4 separate regions of the Mus musculus genome follow, and regions 1, 2 and 4 are each linked to region 3. Evidence: chromatin contacts called from public Micro-C and promoter capture Hi-C data. All regions are on one chromosome and are shown on one strand. Each heading gives the region's core, a stretch centred on a gene start, on an enhancer-like site or on the middle of the called end of the contact. The rest is flanking DNA. Distances are from core to core; before and after follow the strand shown.

The links. Hi-C and Micro-C count contacts between places; a contact is called where the count stands out from the background. Capture Hi-C pulls out chosen DNA fragments and counts their contacts.
Region 1: a promoter capture Hi-C map of pancreatic islet shows a contact between it and region 3. The contact joins the promoter of Tmem184b here to the promoter of Dmc1 in region 3. A contact is called at or near these places in 4 of 39 promoter capture datasets (hippocampal neurons, liver, macrophages and 1 more), 3 of 484 Hi-C or Micro-C datasets (brown adipocytes and embryonic stem cells), 3 of 115 datasets of contacts at active chromatin or transcription factors (bone marrow-derived macrophages, embryonic stem cells and forebrain) and 4 of 9 other capture datasets (adipose tissue, liver, macrophages and 1 more).
Region 2: a Micro-C map of embryonic stem cells shows a contact between it and region 3, with 2.1 times the contacts expected there. The contact joins the promoter of Sun2 here to the promoter of Dmc1 in region 3. A contact is called at or near these places in 1 of 484 Hi-C or Micro-C datasets (embryonic stem cells) and 1 of 9 other capture datasets (adipose tissue).
Region 4: a contact with region 3 is called in a Micro-C map of embryonic stem cells, with 2.1 times the contacts expected there. The contact joins the promoter of Csnk1e here to the promoter of Dmc1 in region 3. A contact is called at or near these places in 1 of 39 promoter capture datasets (the C10 cell line), 2 of 484 Hi-C or Micro-C datasets (cerebral cortex and embryonic stem cells), 2 of 115 datasets of contacts at active chromatin or transcription factors (bone marrow-derived macrophages and embryonic stem cells) and 2 of 9 other capture datasets (adipose tissue and pancreatic islet).

What each region holds. Positions count from the first base shown.
Region 1 is chr15:79,401,822-79,405,446 of GRCm38.p6, reverse strand. Tmem184b (transmembrane protein 184b) reads left to right here and starts at 2,144. Exons shown (of 9, transcript NM_172608.1): 1 at 2,144-2,262.
Region 2 is chr15:79,740,939-79,744,701 of GRCm38.p6, reverse strand. It overlaps Sun2 (Sad1 and UNC84 domain containing 2), which reads left to right and starts at 2,166. Exons shown (of 18, transcript NM_001205345.1): 1 at 2,166-2,363. It overlaps Gm16576 (predicted gene 16576), which reads right to left and starts at 2,004. Exons shown (of 4, transcript NR_045069.1): 1 at 1,791-2,004; 2 at 1,472-1,619; 3 at 34-189.
Region 3 is chr15:79,602,857-79,606,712 of GRCm38.p6, reverse strand. Dmc1 (DNA meiotic recombinase 1) reads left to right here and starts at 1,604. Exons shown (of 14, transcript NM_010059.3): 1 at 1,604-1,751.
Region 4 is chr15:79,439,895-79,443,922 of GRCm38.p6, reverse strand. It overlaps Csnk1e (casein kinase 1, epsilon), which reads left to right and starts at 1,866. Exons shown (of 11, transcript NM_013767.6): 1 at 1,866-1,995.

The DNA of each region.
Region 1 (3,625 bases), core at 895-3,394, 200 kb after region 3:
TCTAGGTCAGAGCTGGTTTTCTCCTTCAGTCATGTAGTCATGAGGGCTGAACTCAGGCCCCTCAAGTACCCCGAGCTTCCCCCTTAGGACCTAGCTATTATATTTGTCCATGTTACAGATACTTTCAGTACGTGCTTGCCAGTACTCCCAGTGCAGCATACTAATTTTCATCAGGAAACAAGAAACTGTCAGACATCTTCATCCTTGCTGCATGCACTTTTCCTGGGGAGACATGAACAAATGTCTCCTCATCCCAGGGAAGGGACTGACCACAGAATAAAGGAATGATTCTGCTCCATCTAGCTTGGTTAAAGAACAGTCAACGAGTCTGTCAGCTGCTTATAGGAGCAAGAGTGAACGGTTGCTTCTTAAGGGTGATTAAAAACAGACAAACAAACAAACAAAAAAGAAGAAAGAAATAAGTCCCAGTCCAGCATGGGTAATGAGCCCCCCCCCCCCCCAGCTTTATGGGAGTGGCTTGCTTCTAGAATTTTCTACCTCCCAAGAATTCTTAACTCCCAAAGGTCATTTGGGGACAGGGGTGAGGGGAGGGGAATTACATATTACAGATGCCAGTAACCCCACCCCTCACCCACATTGCCATAGTATGACCAATAAACTCACAGGTTCATGGAGGGAGATGTGTAGAATCTTTGGTTTGTTTGGGTGCCTTCCTATTTGGGGCACGTATCTCCCCAAAGTTAATGCAACAGTCTGTTCACTAGGAAGATGGATAATAAGATAGGAAAACAATCGATACGTGTTAGAAATGAACTTTTATTAGGAGAACAGGGCACAGTGAGATGTTGACTATGGACTGCAGGTGAGGGGCTCAGCAATCTTACTCTGGGAAGGAGGTATTTGTCTCAGAACAATCCTGCTTCAGCTTCCCTAGTAAAGCCAGCCAAGCAAGACTTTGAAGACATGTCTGGGGAAACTGTAGCCCCAGCAGAGGGGACAGCAGGTGCAAAGGCATGGAAGCTGAATGCTTGTACTTGGTTGTAGGGAAAGCAAGAGGTCAGTGTTCAGGAAAAGGAGATGAGGCCAGGCATGCCTGCGGAGGGTGATGCTGGATCAAGGCTGTGCAGAGATCTGCAGATGTTGGCTTCATTTGGAATGGCATGAGGAACTAATTAAGGGTTTTGAGCAAAGTGCCATATAGTTCATCTTGGGTGGGTTCGTTTGTTTGTTTACTTTGGTGCAAAGAATTATATTGAGGGTCTGGTGAATGGTAAGCAAGCATTCCTCCAACGATTTGGATTTTTAAAGGAATCCCTGATTCTCACATTGGCACAGACCCGCCGAGGACAAGGTTGGAAAATCGGGCTAAGTAGATGCTCACAGTACCTGGGCAGAGCCTGGACATGACAGCAGTTCAGTAGTGTGGAGGTCAGAGTCTAGGGATACAGGATGTCTTGCCCAAGCTGATGGGACGAGGGGGAGAGGGAGGGCAGCACTCAAGGATAATACTAGACTTTCTGGCTTGAAGACTGGAAGCAGGGATTGGGGAATGCTGTGAAGAAGAAATGTGTGTGGAGGGGAAAGCAGCTGAGCCCGCTAAGTAAGAGGCGTCGGTAGACATTTGGAGCTGGAGATAAAAATAAACTTGGTTGCATATTACACATTTCAGTCATCTGGGTAAGACGAGGACCTCACAAATCAAAGTGGGGTAGGGGCTGGAATGACTCCTCTAGAATCGGTTCGTTAGGCTGCTAGGAATGAGGTGGGGCAGCTCCACTAGAGCAGTTTCATTTTGCATAACTATACAAAACGTTCCGTGGAAGTCCGTTCCACAGTCTCACACTCACCCTCCCTGTCTCAAACGTCAACTAGATTTCGTTTCACCTTCAGCGTTGGCATATACAAGGCTTTCAGAGAATTGAAACTCAAGCTAGCTCGCGAGTGTCCGGGACAGTCTGTATCCCGCGGGTCAGACTGTGCATCCCAGGACTGTGGTGGGTGGGACTGGACTAGGAAACCTGGGCCCTGGGTCTCTCGCGGTGCGTTTGCGAGTTGCAAGAGGACCTCACCATTCTCCTGACCCGAGATTGCGCGTGGTGCTTCGCAGCGCGCGGCCCCTTTAAGGCTCGGCGAGTGACCTCAGCGGCGCGCTCCGGCCCCGCCCCCGCCAGCGGCGTTCCTAGTGCGCAGGCGCGGCGCGGCGGTACCCGGCGGGGCTCGGGACGCGCCAGCGGCGGCCGAGATACCGGGCTGCGGCGCCGCCTGCTCCGCCTGCAGTCTCCAGCGCCATGGGCTCCTGAGGTACCCGGGCGGCGGATGCACGGGATGAACGGGGACCGGGCGGGGGCTGCACCTTGGGGAGAACTCCACTCTGGGGACTTCCCGCGGGGAGGCAGGGACTCGGAGGCCCCCAAGCGGCCCGTGGGTGTGCCCGCTTCGCCAGCGTGGCGGGGCCCTGAGTGTAACCGGACCTGCTCGTGGGGGAGTCGGGGTGGGCGGCGCGGGGCCCAGCCTCTTACCGATGGGACTGTGCGCACCGCGGTGGGTGTGCTGCAGCCTGGCACGACCGAACGGGGCGGGGAGACGTCGGTCCTCAGTGCAGTGGCTTTGACCTGGCCCGGTGGTCGGCCCTTGAGACGGTACATGCGTAAATGGGGGTGTGCGCGCGCTTTGCACACAGGTCAGTAGATTTGAAGGGGGATAGGGATCTGGGGCTCCCAGGATGCTGGGTGTTCAAAGGAACCCTAGAGATTGGTTTGGGTGTGTGGTGCCTGTTTGCCTGGGCACGCCCTTGGACACCTTGCTTGGATGCTTAGCTTGGGGCTAAGGAGCTCCAGGCAGTGGCAAAGCTAGGGAGTCTGGGGAACGGGCTCGGATTTTTAGTTTGTATCCTTTCTTGGAGGACTGTATGAGGCGGGACATCTCATCCCTCCCTCCTTGGAGGCCTTGGTGGGGCAAAGCAGGTGTCTGCCTGCCTGATACCTGGGTGTGAGGTGAAGGTCTATGTATTATTCATCTGGCTGCCAGGTGCTTTATGTAAGGAGAGAAGTAGCAATCTGTGCCCTGGAGGCAAGTGCTGCAGACTCAGCCAACACACACACACACACACACACACACACACACCCCACCAGCATCAGCAGCAGGGGGAGGTGCAGGTCTCCACGGTCTGGCTTTTTTGACAGGCTGTTTGCAGCATCCCTCTTCGTGTCAACAAGTTTGGTGGGCCCTTGGGCTCGGCACATCTGAGTATCTTGAGAGTTCTGTGCAGGGCCGGAGTTGGAACCCTTGGGTGTGGGAGCCCCAGAAGCTAGACTGGTGCTCACCCCGCACACAGATGTGAGGATCGAGGCATCGAAGAGCTCTCAGGTGCTTGGGGCAGAATCAGAATTGGAAAGAATCACAGGGATTCCAGAAACAGAAGACAAAAGACTGAGGAGTATGGAGGTGGATTCAGTGCTGGGGGGTGGGGGGTGGGGGGGATGGACAAGCCAGCAAAAAAAAAAAAAAAAAAAAAAAAAAAGGAAAAAGAAAAAAAAAGGCTTCAGTACAAAGGGACAGTCGAGCCAAAGCTGGGTGACTAACATTCCTCAGAGACTTCTTGCTTTCCATGTGTATTTTCCCAGTTTGTTCTCAGGGCAGCTGTGCCAATAATGTATCGGGCATA
Region 2 (3,763 bases), core at 917-3,416, 140 kb before region 3:
AGTCTCCATTGCAATGGCCCTTCCTCCACTTACCTAGACAAGAAGAGAGCTAGCAGCCAGGAAATCCATCCCACAGTCCTGTGCTGGGAAGGGTGGTTTAATCTTCAGCTCACCCCACTGAGCCCTGACTCTTGGTGTGTCTAGTGCAGGCAACTTCATCACGTCGATTTGACGCAAACCAAAACATACCTGGGAAGAGGGAACCTCAACTGAGGGATTGCCTCCATCAGATTGACTTGTAAGCAAATCTCAGGGGGGCGTTTTCTTGATTGGTAATTGATGTGGAAGGGTCCACTGTGGGCGGCGCTGCCCCTAGCCAGGCAGTCCTAGATAGTATAAGAACACAAACGGAGGGAACCCATAGGGAACAGCACAGCAGTAAGCAGTGTTTCTTCACGGTCCCTGCCTCTGCTCCTGCTTGACATCCTGCCCGGACTTTCCTCAGTGAGAGACTACAATAGGGACGTGTGAGCCAGAGAAGTCCTTGCCTCCTCCAAGTTGCTTTTGGTCCGTGCTTTATCGCAGCAGCCGGGAACCAAGCGAGGACATCAAGTTCATGTTGATGTCTTATAAATCAAGAAAAGCATTACAACATGATAATAAAGTATCATCTTTATACCCATGTGGGTAGAAACATAACTTTATTGTTGTTCTAGAGCCCTCATGTGGGCTGTCTGTGCGTGTGCTCCACCTCAGAGCTATAAGATGGGGAAGGCACTACCCGCGGCAAAAATAAATAAATAAATTTAAAAATGGAGGACCATAAAGTCTGAATGTGGCCCTACTCTTGAGGTCAAGGTTGTTCCCCTCTGTAATCTTATCTAATAAAAATAAATTAAATAAAATAAAGTTAAAAAAAGAAGAAGGAAAAGGAGAAGAAGAAGAAGATAGTTAGCATAATTGTCCAAAGATACTGTAAGGGTAGACAGCATCTCATTTCCAGATGGGACAATGGAGGTCTAGAAAGGGGATCTGGTTTTATTTGGCAGTGGAACCAATCCAAAATGAGGGTGTGTGTATTTCCTCAGTTTCCTACTGCCTTTGGATACCAGCTTTTTTTTTTTTTTTTTTTTTTCTTTTCGAGACAGGCTTTCTCTGTATAGCCCTGGCTGTCCTGGAACTCACTCTGTAGACCAGGCTGGCCTCAAACTCAGAAATCTGCCTGCCTCTGCCTCCCCAGTGCTGGGATTAAAGGCGTGAACCACCACTGTCTTTCTTGTCCCAGTTCCCCCCACCCCCTTGGCATTTTAAAGTGAAGGACACCGGATCTCATCATCCTTAGAAGATATTGAACAGAAGTGGTTTATCCCCAGTCGCACTCCTTTATCTTCTGGGGGCGGGGTGTGTGTGTGTTTGAGAGAGAGAGAGAGAGAGAGAGAGAGATGGGGTGGTGGTGGGAGGGGACAGGTCCGTGGAGTCAGGAACTCATCCCAGGGGGAGGAAAGTAGGAGAACCGTGTTGCCAGCCCTACCTTCTCTTGCAACCAGCTGTGGATGGAGCCTTCTTTAAAACAGAAAAGCTGCTGTCAAACTTGGGGTTTCTGACTGGACATGGTGGTGCACTCTTATCTCAGCACCTGGGAGGCAGAGGGGTAGGTGGATCTCCGTGACAGTAAAATCCTGTCTTGGAAAAACAAAAACAACAACAAAAATAGGTGGTGCGGGAAGATGGGTATCCTGCCCACCTTGGAATTTAAAATTCAACCTTAAAATTAAATAGTATTAATCTTCTAGACTCAACTTCCCCTCTGGGTGGGTTCTTTATAAGAAACAAAAAAAACTTCCACGGACCTGTTTCCCTCGTCTTTAAAATGGGCAGACACGGCTGACGCTGGTAAGCGTCCAAACCACCCGCGCGGGGCCGCGTCAGGACCCTATCCTGGGGCCAATTTCATGACACCCTGTGTGCTCCCGCACCTAAAGCCTTTAGAGCTCCGGCGCCGCGCGCGCGTGGGCACGGATGCGCGAGGGAACGCTCGGGTCCCACAGCCTGGAGGTCGTACTCGCCCCCGCCTCCCACGCGCGGACTACAGGGCCCACGCGGAGGGCGGGCCGAGCCGGAGCCTTTGTGTTCAAATCAACCAATGGGCGGCGGCAGAGGGCGGGGCGGGCCGGCTGGGCCCGGCCAATGACTTGTGGGCTGTCAGCGTTGATTGACAGGCGCACACATACACACTCGGCCACGCGCGCACCGCCCTGCCCCACTCGCGCAGCGCGGTCCTCTGCCGGCCGCATTGTCCGCTCACCGACCCCGCGCCGTCCCGCGTCTCCGCTCCGCGCGCGTTTCAGCCCCAGCCCCGGGCCCGGCCCGGCCCAGTGCGCGGCGCCGCCCGGGGGACTCCGACGCGGGAAGAACCACGCAAGGTAAAGAAGGGATTGGGCCCGCCTCCCCACGGCCCCGCGCCCGCCTGACCCGGGTCGCCGTCCGGCCAAAGCGCGGGCCTGCGCCTCCCTGTCCGGCCAGGCCGGGCCACTCCAGCCCCTGCGCGACGCACGCCCCGGGACACTCGCGGGCCGGCGCCCTGACGCATCGCGGTCACGGGGAGGGCGCTGTCCCCAGGCGGGACTTCCCCAGCAGCCTCCGGGGAGGAGGGCAGCCAAGACCCAGCCGCCCCAAACCGGACCAGGGCTGTGCCACAGGCCGAGTCCTGGCACTGGAAGTTCTCAGCCTGCGCCACCGCTGCCTGTCACAGTTATGGGGTACGGGGGAGGGCCCTTTTAGCTCAGTTCCAAAACAGCCAAACCCAACCAAAACAAAACAAAGCCAGCGCGCTCCGGGGTGTGACTTAGAGCCAGGACAGAGGGTGAGCGCCTGGAGCACTTTTTTGTGTCCCAGGGGAAATGGAGTGGAAATGTCACGTATAATATTCCCCAGGATAGGGGAATCTTCGGGACCAAGGCTCTGCAGTAGGAAAGTATGTTTTATTTGAGGGTTTTGTAACTAATGGCGGGATGGAGGAGTGTCTATCTCAGCGGCTCCCCACGGTAGACCTTTGTCATCTTGTGTAATCTGGATGGCCGCTGTGGCAAACTATTTTGTGACAACAGGATGAATATGAAAGATAAAGATAAGGTCCACACCGCTCTGGGAGTGCTGGGAGGTGGCACACGGGGCAGTGTTCGGTGCCCCACCTCTCCACCTACTCAGAACGTTTAGATTCTTGCAACAGCGGCGTGGGCACTGTATAAACATGTTACACTCTTTTCCCCCCTGGCAAAGGCTTCATGTGCTACAGCGGGGCAGGGGTTAAGAGGTGGAGCATATGGGCATCTGGAGCTGTCAGGTGGGGGTGGCAGTCATGGGGGGAACTACCTTATAAGGACTGGAATACAACCCAGGACCAAGGCAACTTCCTGCTTTGGCTACTACCACTTGGTCCCTTTACCAACACCAGTCGAAGAGAGTGAGAGATGCCAGATGGGCATCCCACCTGGGAAGATGCCAGTTAGCCCAGACAGGAGGCTACTTGTCTTTCTAGCTGGATGAACCTGACCTTCTGGTTTCTGTGGTCTGGGTTTGGGTGTTTCCCACCATGCGAGGTCACTATCCACCAGGAATAGCAGAAACAATACTAAGTCACAAGTACCAGGAACTCATTTTGGATGGGTTTGGGATCTAAAGTTTTGTAATCCTGCTAGCCCAGGCTCGGTGAGATTCCTGGGTTGATATTCTGAGATTTGAAGCTGGGTCCCGTGCCTGAAAGATTTGTTTATCTTCACTTGTTGTTTTCACCTTGGTCTTCTTATCAGTTTCACTCCACCCC
Region 3 (3,856 bases), core at 355-2,854:
GGTGTGAAGTTGGCTTCCAGTTTTATTTCCCTGCAGATGGCTACCCAGTCGCTCCAACACCATTCACTCATTTCCTTCGTCAACTTGAAACTGCCACTTCACAATACTCAGAATTGTTACAGAATTTTTTTTTCCTGATTGGACGAGAAGTTGCATTTTTTTTTCACTCCCTGTTTGTGGCTGTTTTTAAACGTTTAAAAAGTTGCACGGAACCATCGGTATGCTATCCTAACAAGCCTTTCTCTTCACTTCATGAATTTGTCATTACCGAGCTCATTTCAGTTTCTTCCTTTGAGTGTACTGCACACAACCTTCAAATATTATGAGCATTTCTTGCTCCCAGCTGTCACTACAGCAAACGACATATGTTAGATTTCCCTAAATCGTCTTGCTGCGCTCTTTGGTAGCTCTCCGGTATACTGTTGATGTCTTCTAGCGAGTTGCTCAAAAGTTACTGTATTTTCGGTGGATTCAGAAGGAGAGCCTGCCATCGCTATTGGGTTTCTTTTTTGGTTTTTCGAGACAGTGTTTCTGTGTAGCCCTGGCTGTCCTGGAACTCACTTTGTAGACCAGGCTGGCCTCAAACTCAGAAATCTGCCTGCCTCTGCCTCCCGAGTGCGCCACCACACTCGCCTTGGGTTCCTTTTCAAGTGAACAATTTCCATTCGAGAAGACGGGCAATGATTCTGTAAAGTAAGCATTTTGAAAAGCTATAGCCTTTTAAAAAACTATCCACGGGAGATAGGTCTGTCCTTCAAAATGTCAACTGTTTTGGAATTTATTCCATTTAAAAGGTTCAAAAAGAATATAGAGGTCGCCCGTATTGGTGGGTCATCTAAGACACTTAAAGCAACCTCTGCAGGTGGTCTTTCAAGTTTTTCATGACTCTGAACTGTCAGTTTCCATCTAAGGGGAAAAGGAAACAGTTTAGAGAGAGGCCTTGCTGGCATCATGGCTGGCCCGGGGTTTCTATAAACAGAACTAAAACCTCGTGTGTTTCTGTAGACCATTTAGAACCACGTTAGGGAGAAAAAAAAAATTACTCTCCATCCCAGAAGAGAGGACCGCAAATGCAGAGTCAGGAGAGAAGGGGGGATGGGAAGGCTGGGTTACCCAGCTAGGTATGAAAACCTTGGAGTGAAAGCGGCCCCAGGCAGGAGGAAAGGGACCCCCATGTTCGACCTCCTCACAGTCCAAGGTCGTCATCTCCTGTCCTTGTCAGCGGCCAAGGCTCTCCCCGTGACTCAGCAACTCCCTTCGCCCAAGGGATGCCCAGACTCTCTTCTCATACCCAAACCTCTCTCCTCAGAGTCCATGTTCCACCACTGCCCTCGCTAACCTCGGAGACCCGAAGACCCCCCACTCCCGCATCCTCCCAGCAGCCCTCACTAGGGCCCCTGCCCCACCCTCCGCTCTCCTTTGTGCTACATTTACCGATGACCCGCAGGGAGCCTTTCCTTGCCTGCTCAGGTTCTCTAGCTAACCTCGAGCCCCACCCCCACAACCTGAGCCCCGCCCACACACACTGGGCCCCGCCTACAGCCCGAGCCCCGCCTACAGCCCCAGGCCCCGCCCATCAAGGGGGCTTGCTCCCGCGGCCCTCATTTGGCGCCAAGCCCGGAGCTGTTCGACGACAGGGCGGGCTGCCGGCCTCCGCGTTCTGGGTCGGCGTTAGAATTCTGGACCGGACGGGAAAGCCGGAGCGGGTGTCGCCTTGAAAATTCTCGGGGAGGCTGTGGGTTCGAGTCGGGGTGAGTGGCGGAAAGAGGAAGCGCGGGAAAAATCTGAGGAAAACTCGACGCGTTGAGAAAGCTTTCCTCTCCGCGCCCTTTCTGTGGTAATTTTTTGGTCGCTTATTGGACTTGGCTTGGTGTCTGTCACCTTCCGCCCAGGCTCTGAGGCGTGGAGGGATTCCGAGACATGGCCAAACCTCCTGTAAATCAAGTCTGACCCAAGCCTTAAGGCCCCCTTCTTGCATTATGAGGGAACTAGGTCGGGCCTGGAAAATGGAGGCCTGGGGTGGGGGGCGACAGAGCCTCGCGCCAGGGCTCACGGGCCCCTGACCGCCTTCTCGTTGCCCCGCTGCTCGCCGCCAGGCCTCTGAGACCGAGACTGGGCACCAGCTTCTGATCCCAGGGTCGTGGTGGAAGTGATGCCAGCAGAGGCAGGCAGGGCCAGTAGATCTGACAGCCAAAGGAGAGGCGATTAGGCGATCGATCTGCGTTGTTCCTCAGGAAGAAGAGTCTGGTATTTAGAGAAATCATGCTAATAGTTAAGAGATGGGCAAGGTGATGCATGTCTGTAGTTCCAGAACTGGGGAGGTGGAGGCAGGAGAATCAAAGAGTTCCAAGCTATGTAGAAGTTAAACACACACACAGACAGAGAAGGTAGAGGCAGGAAATTACTTGCAAACTCGAAGTCAGTCTGTTCTACTTAAGGAGTTTCAGGACAGTCAAGGCTACAGGCAAAACCTTCACTCAAGACTGAAAAAACAAACAAACCCCAGTATTCCAAAAGAGCCTACTAAATACTGTCCTCTTTTTGTACCCAACTATTCGCCACCTTACTAGTTTGTTTCCTTTGTGCTGGCACCCCACACTTGACTTTGACATTAAATGAGGAAACTTGAGGTCAGCCAGGGCTACACAGAGAAACACTGTCTCAAAAAAAAAAAAAAAAGTGTCTGGAGAGATGGCTCAGTGGTTAAGAGCACTGGAAAAGTCCTGAGTTCAATTCCCAGCACCCACATGGTGGCTCATAACCATCTGTAATGGGATCGGATGCCCTCTTCTGGTCTGCCTGAAGACAGCAACAGTGTACTCACATATATAAAAATAAGTAAATCTTTAAAAAAAAAACAAACTAACAGAAACAAAAAGGGGAAACAAACAAAATAAACTAGGGACAATATTATTCAGACTACATTTTATTGTAATGTACACCATCATGTCTATAGCTTCCGAGGATTTTTTTTAAAACTAAGTTATTGAATATTGTTCTGGCTAATTTTTTTTTCAATTTACAGAAGTTATTTATTCACTTTACATGCAGATCTCAGCTTCCCTTCCTCCCTCCCTCTCCTCTCAGTCCCTCCCTCTCACCTCCCCTCCCTCTTCCCCCATCTACCCCTTCTCTTGGAAAAAGGGGAGGCCTCCCATGGACAGGAACCAACCCTAGTATATCAAGCAACAAGACCAAGAGTATCTTCCACTGAGACTACACAAAGCATCCCAGTTAGGTGGGAGAGATCCAAAGGTAGGCAGTACAGTCAGAGATAGACCTGCTCCTGCTTTAGGACGCCCACATGAAGGTCCAGCAACACAACTGCTACATACGGGCAGAGGGCCTAGGTCTGTGCCATTCATGCTCTCTGGCTGGCAGTCCTGTCTCCCTAAGCCCTCATGGGCCCAGGTTAGTTGACTTGAGGTTTTCTTGTGGTGTCCTTGACCCTTCTGGCTCCCTTAATCACTTCTTCCCCTCATCTACAGGAGTCCCCAAGCTCTACTCAGTGTTTGGCTGTGGGTCTCTGCATCAGCTTCTAACAATTGCTGGATGAAGCACCTCTGTGACATTTATGCTAGGCTCCTGTCCGCAAGTATAGCAGAATATCATCAATAGTCTCAGGGCTGGGTGTCCTGGCTAGTTTTCTGTCAACTTGACACCACCAGCTAGAGTCATCTGAAGGGACAGAACCTCATTGAGAAAATGTACCGACAAGATCCAGCCGTAGGGCATTTGATTAATTAGTGATTGATGGAAGCAGGCCTGCTGTGGGCAGGACCACGTGGGCAGAGGATCCTGAGTTATATAAGAAAGCAGGCTGAGCAAGCCATGGAGAACAAGCAAGCAAGCAGCA
Region 4 (4,028 bases), core at 617-3,116, 160 kb after region 3:
GATCTGGGAGAGGGAGTCTAGGAAGGTCCAGCCACCCTGTACTCTTCTGAAGGCCTGGTGTGTGTGTGTGTGTGTGTGTGTGTGTGTGTGTGTGTGTGTGTTAGAACTGGGGACTTTTAAGACCAGCTACCCCTGGATACCCAGCAGAGAGTCTATAGCTGGAGGGTGTGGGCCTGGGAGAGGCTGCAAGTCCTGAAATGGAGGGCAGGTGACAGGATGAGGAAGGGAAGCTGGGACAGTGGACTCCAGACGGAAGATTTGTTCCAAAGGACCTGCGATGACCAAGAAGGGGAGGAGAGTGGCTTTAGGCAGCGCTGGCTGAGTTCCATCTCCAGACAGGTTCACCCTTGATCCATACCCCCGCGTGAGGGCTGAGGTACCTCCAATTCCCTTTCTGGAAACCACAGAGTGAACATCAACTCTGTCTGCTGTCCTCACTGGAGAGGGTTAAATGAGCTGAATGCCTCTCCTGGCGCTGCAGCAGAACAGGCCTACGTTTGGAAAGCTGGGCCCATGTTGGAAGGTTTGGGTGGTAACATTGCTAGGAGGACATTGATGCTTGCTGTGTTCTGCTCAGTCTTGCCAAGGCCCCACGGCCTGGGCTCTGACCACTGAGGCTGACTGCTGTCCAGACCAGCTGCCTCTGGTGAGGATTTGTGCCCTGCGTGGCCAAGGCTTCAGGAGAGAATGCGGGCCTGTCATACAAAACCTGCCAATTGTGAATCAATTGACAAACGCAAAGCCAAAAAGCACCAAGCGGGCCATGCTCAGTCCACCACCTGGGCAGAGAGAGCCAGTTGCCCGGTTTACCATCACAGAGGCCTCTGGAGGCAGCTCCTCCTCATTCTCCTGGTCTTCTGATCGGCATCCCCAGGTCCACCAGATGAACATGGCCATCTTGCTGGGCTGTGTGGGCCTGGGCAGACCTTTTGCCCTCTCTGGGCCACAGTATCCTGCCCTCCTGCCCTGTGATAGGACCTGGTCTATAGGTCTCCCAGCAATCTCCTCAGCCTCGGGGAGAAGATGCGGTTATTATGAAGTGACTCTTTCTGAGATGTGCTTCCGGGGTGATCAGAGGTACTATGTCCACAGTAACAGTTGTGTGTGTGTGTAGAGAGAGAATGTAGGTGTGTCATAAGTTGGAGCTTTGCATGACCCACTGTAAATATCATTTTAATAGCCTTGTGCTGGGACCTTCCATGGTGGAGCTGGAAGCTGGTGGGAAGCCTTCATTAACTCTCCCATGACCTGGGAAGGCTATGGTCCTTCTTCCTCGTTTGCAGTTAAGGACATTCAGGCATTGTCTGGGGGATGACTTTGTTGAATGAGCACCTCTGGGTCCCTGACTCACGTGTGAGTTCTTGGTGAGGGGCAGGGGGCTCAATGGGTGAAACTACGTTGGAATCTGAGGGACTGTCACAGTGGATCTGAACGGCAGAGGACAGAGCAAAGAAAAGTGTCTGCCTGGAGTTTTCTCTGACCACACATCCTTGGTCCTTGTCCACGCCCCTCAGTCCCTATGCTTTATTCCCAAAGCCCCTGGCCAGTGTTCTCTACAGCCTTCAGGCTACTGAGCCCTAAATCTCTTTTGCAGTGCCAGGAGTCTCAGCTGATTCTCTCGGGGGTCCCCGCAGCTTTGGCTGGAGATAGGGCAAGGCCTGAGTATAGGAAATCTTAGTTTTGTGTGCCCCTCACCCAGGGTGGCAGCGTCAGAACACGCTCTCCGGGGGCTGCGGGCCCTTTAAATCCTCCGGGGCGGCGGCGGCGGGCGGGGGATGACATCAGCGGGCGGGCCCGGGGCTCAATGGGAACCGCGGGGACGCGCGCGCGGGTAGGGAGCGCGCGAGCCGGCGGCGGGGGCGGGCGGCGGGAGGCGGCGGAGCGCGGAGCCTGAGCCCGGCCGGGCCGAGCGCAGCGCAGCGGGCCGGGGAGAGGCTGGCGCGCCCGCGGCCCGGCGAATCCTCTGGCATCCGCCCCGGCGGCCGCCCCGGCGCGGTGAGCATCGGGGGCCGGGGAAGCGGGGTTCCCTCCGCCTCTTTGTGTTTTCTTTTTGCGCGAGCGCGGGGCGGACACGCGCATCCGCGCAGGGCTGGGGGCGCCGCCCGTGAGGACAAAGGCGCGGCCGGGGACGCGGAGGGGACGGGCGCTTCGCAGGCCGCCGGGTGCACCGAGGCGGCCCCGGGTTGGGGCGGGGGACCTGCGGCAGGGGCCTGGCTGGGGTCCCGGGGGCGCTCGGGTTCCGGGCCGGCCTCGGCCCCTCCTCTGTGTCCTGGGCTCCGGGTCACCGAGGCCGTTCTCGCGTAGGGTGGGGGCGCGCGGGGGTCCTAAGTGATGGGGTGCGTGGTCACCCGGGCCACCGGCTTTGTTTTCCTTTGTGGCGAGAAGAAGGGAGGGGGTTATTTATCGCTTGGCTTCTCATTGCGGTGTGCGAGACAGCCTTGTGCTTCAAGCCTGTGAAAGCTGGGTGCCTGGGCGCCTCAGAGGCAGGGCTGCGACTTAGGCCACCCCCTCCCCCTACTTTGTCCAGAGTTTCCCCACATATTTCTTAGCATAGCCTCCCTTTGGAAAGGGGGTCTAGAGAGAGAGAGAAGGGGGTGCAGTTCCAATGAATACTTGCGTTTGGGACGCCTTTCCTAGGTTTAGGGCATTCCTTCAGTTTTTATTCTACTGATTCATTGACCAGGGTCTTGGCCCTGTGGAAGGTGGGTGGTGTGTGTGTCAGGAGGTGTGTGTGTATGGCAGGGTGACACGGGACTGCCCATGTGCCCAGCTGCTTGTAGTTGTAATTTTTCTAACCAGCTGAGAAGTCTTGACTCCTCATGGCCACCCCCCCCTTTTTTTAACTTTGTTTATTCCCCTCCCCCACCCCTCCCGTAAGGGACAGAGTGAAGAATTGGAAAGCTACTCTGATTTCCTGAAGGAGCCCCCACCCCAAAGTCAATTTCTTGGGGTGGCGGTGGAGGGGGGCTTTTAAGTGGAGGAGGGCTGGGACACGCTAGACTCCAGGGCTCTGGTCTCCAGGGTGGGGAGACCCTGGCGTTGGTAGGGTCCTTCAGGGTTGGTGATTGTGCAGAGAGCCGTGAGTGGAGAGGGGCTTGGGGGGTCATGTGCAGTGTATTTATGTAAGACTCCCAGACAGAGGGCACTGGTATTTATATAACCTGGCGTGGGTATTTATGTAATATAGGATGCAGTATATTTATGTTCCTTTCCTAACCTGTGGCTTTCCCAGATGCCATGTATGGTCTCTGAGTCGGCGTTAGTGGAAACCCGGCTTTGGGGGGGGGGGGTGTTTGTGAGTACACAGCCAGCCCCCCCTTTCCTGTAGGGATCCTAAGTGTGAGCCTCTACTCCCATGTTCCCCTTGGCGGGTGCCCTTAGCAAGCTGGACCATGTGTGGACCTGTGGTGCCAGGCTGGTGGGTTTTCTGCAGATATGCAGTCCTGTTCTTGGCAATCAGGGCAACTCAGCCATGTGGGCAAAGACCCATGATGGGAGAGCCCAGAGTTTGGCTGGCACCCAGCGGCAGCCACTTCCTTGTGGCTGGTAGAAGGACAGTGGTGGCTCTCGGGGACTTAGTACTAGGCTAGGGTGTCTCTCCTGGCTTGGCTCTCTCGCTTCTGGGGCTGATGGAGGAGCCCCAGTGAATCTCTCCTGGTTTCCTTCCAGGCCTGGTATCTGGGGGCAGGCTTGGCACAGGGAAAGGGTCAGCACCCCTTACCCCCAAGCAAGCCAGCAGTCACTGTCTCACCGAAGGGTTTTACTTCTCAAGCCTGGAGTGAAATAAGTTCTGGGTAGGAGGCCACCAGGTGGGCCAGCTGGACCCCTGTTTGGTCCTAGGTGAGATTTCTACCATTGGCTAGCTTCTGTGGGGATGGTAGCAAGGCCACTCTGGGCTCCGGTTCCCATCTATCTGCCAAAGGAGTGCCCTCTTGTTCCCTCACACCAGCTCATGTGTAACCATGCAGAGGCACCAAGGAACCAGTCTCCCTGTCTCATAGTTTACTATTCCCTGCCTCCCCATTCCC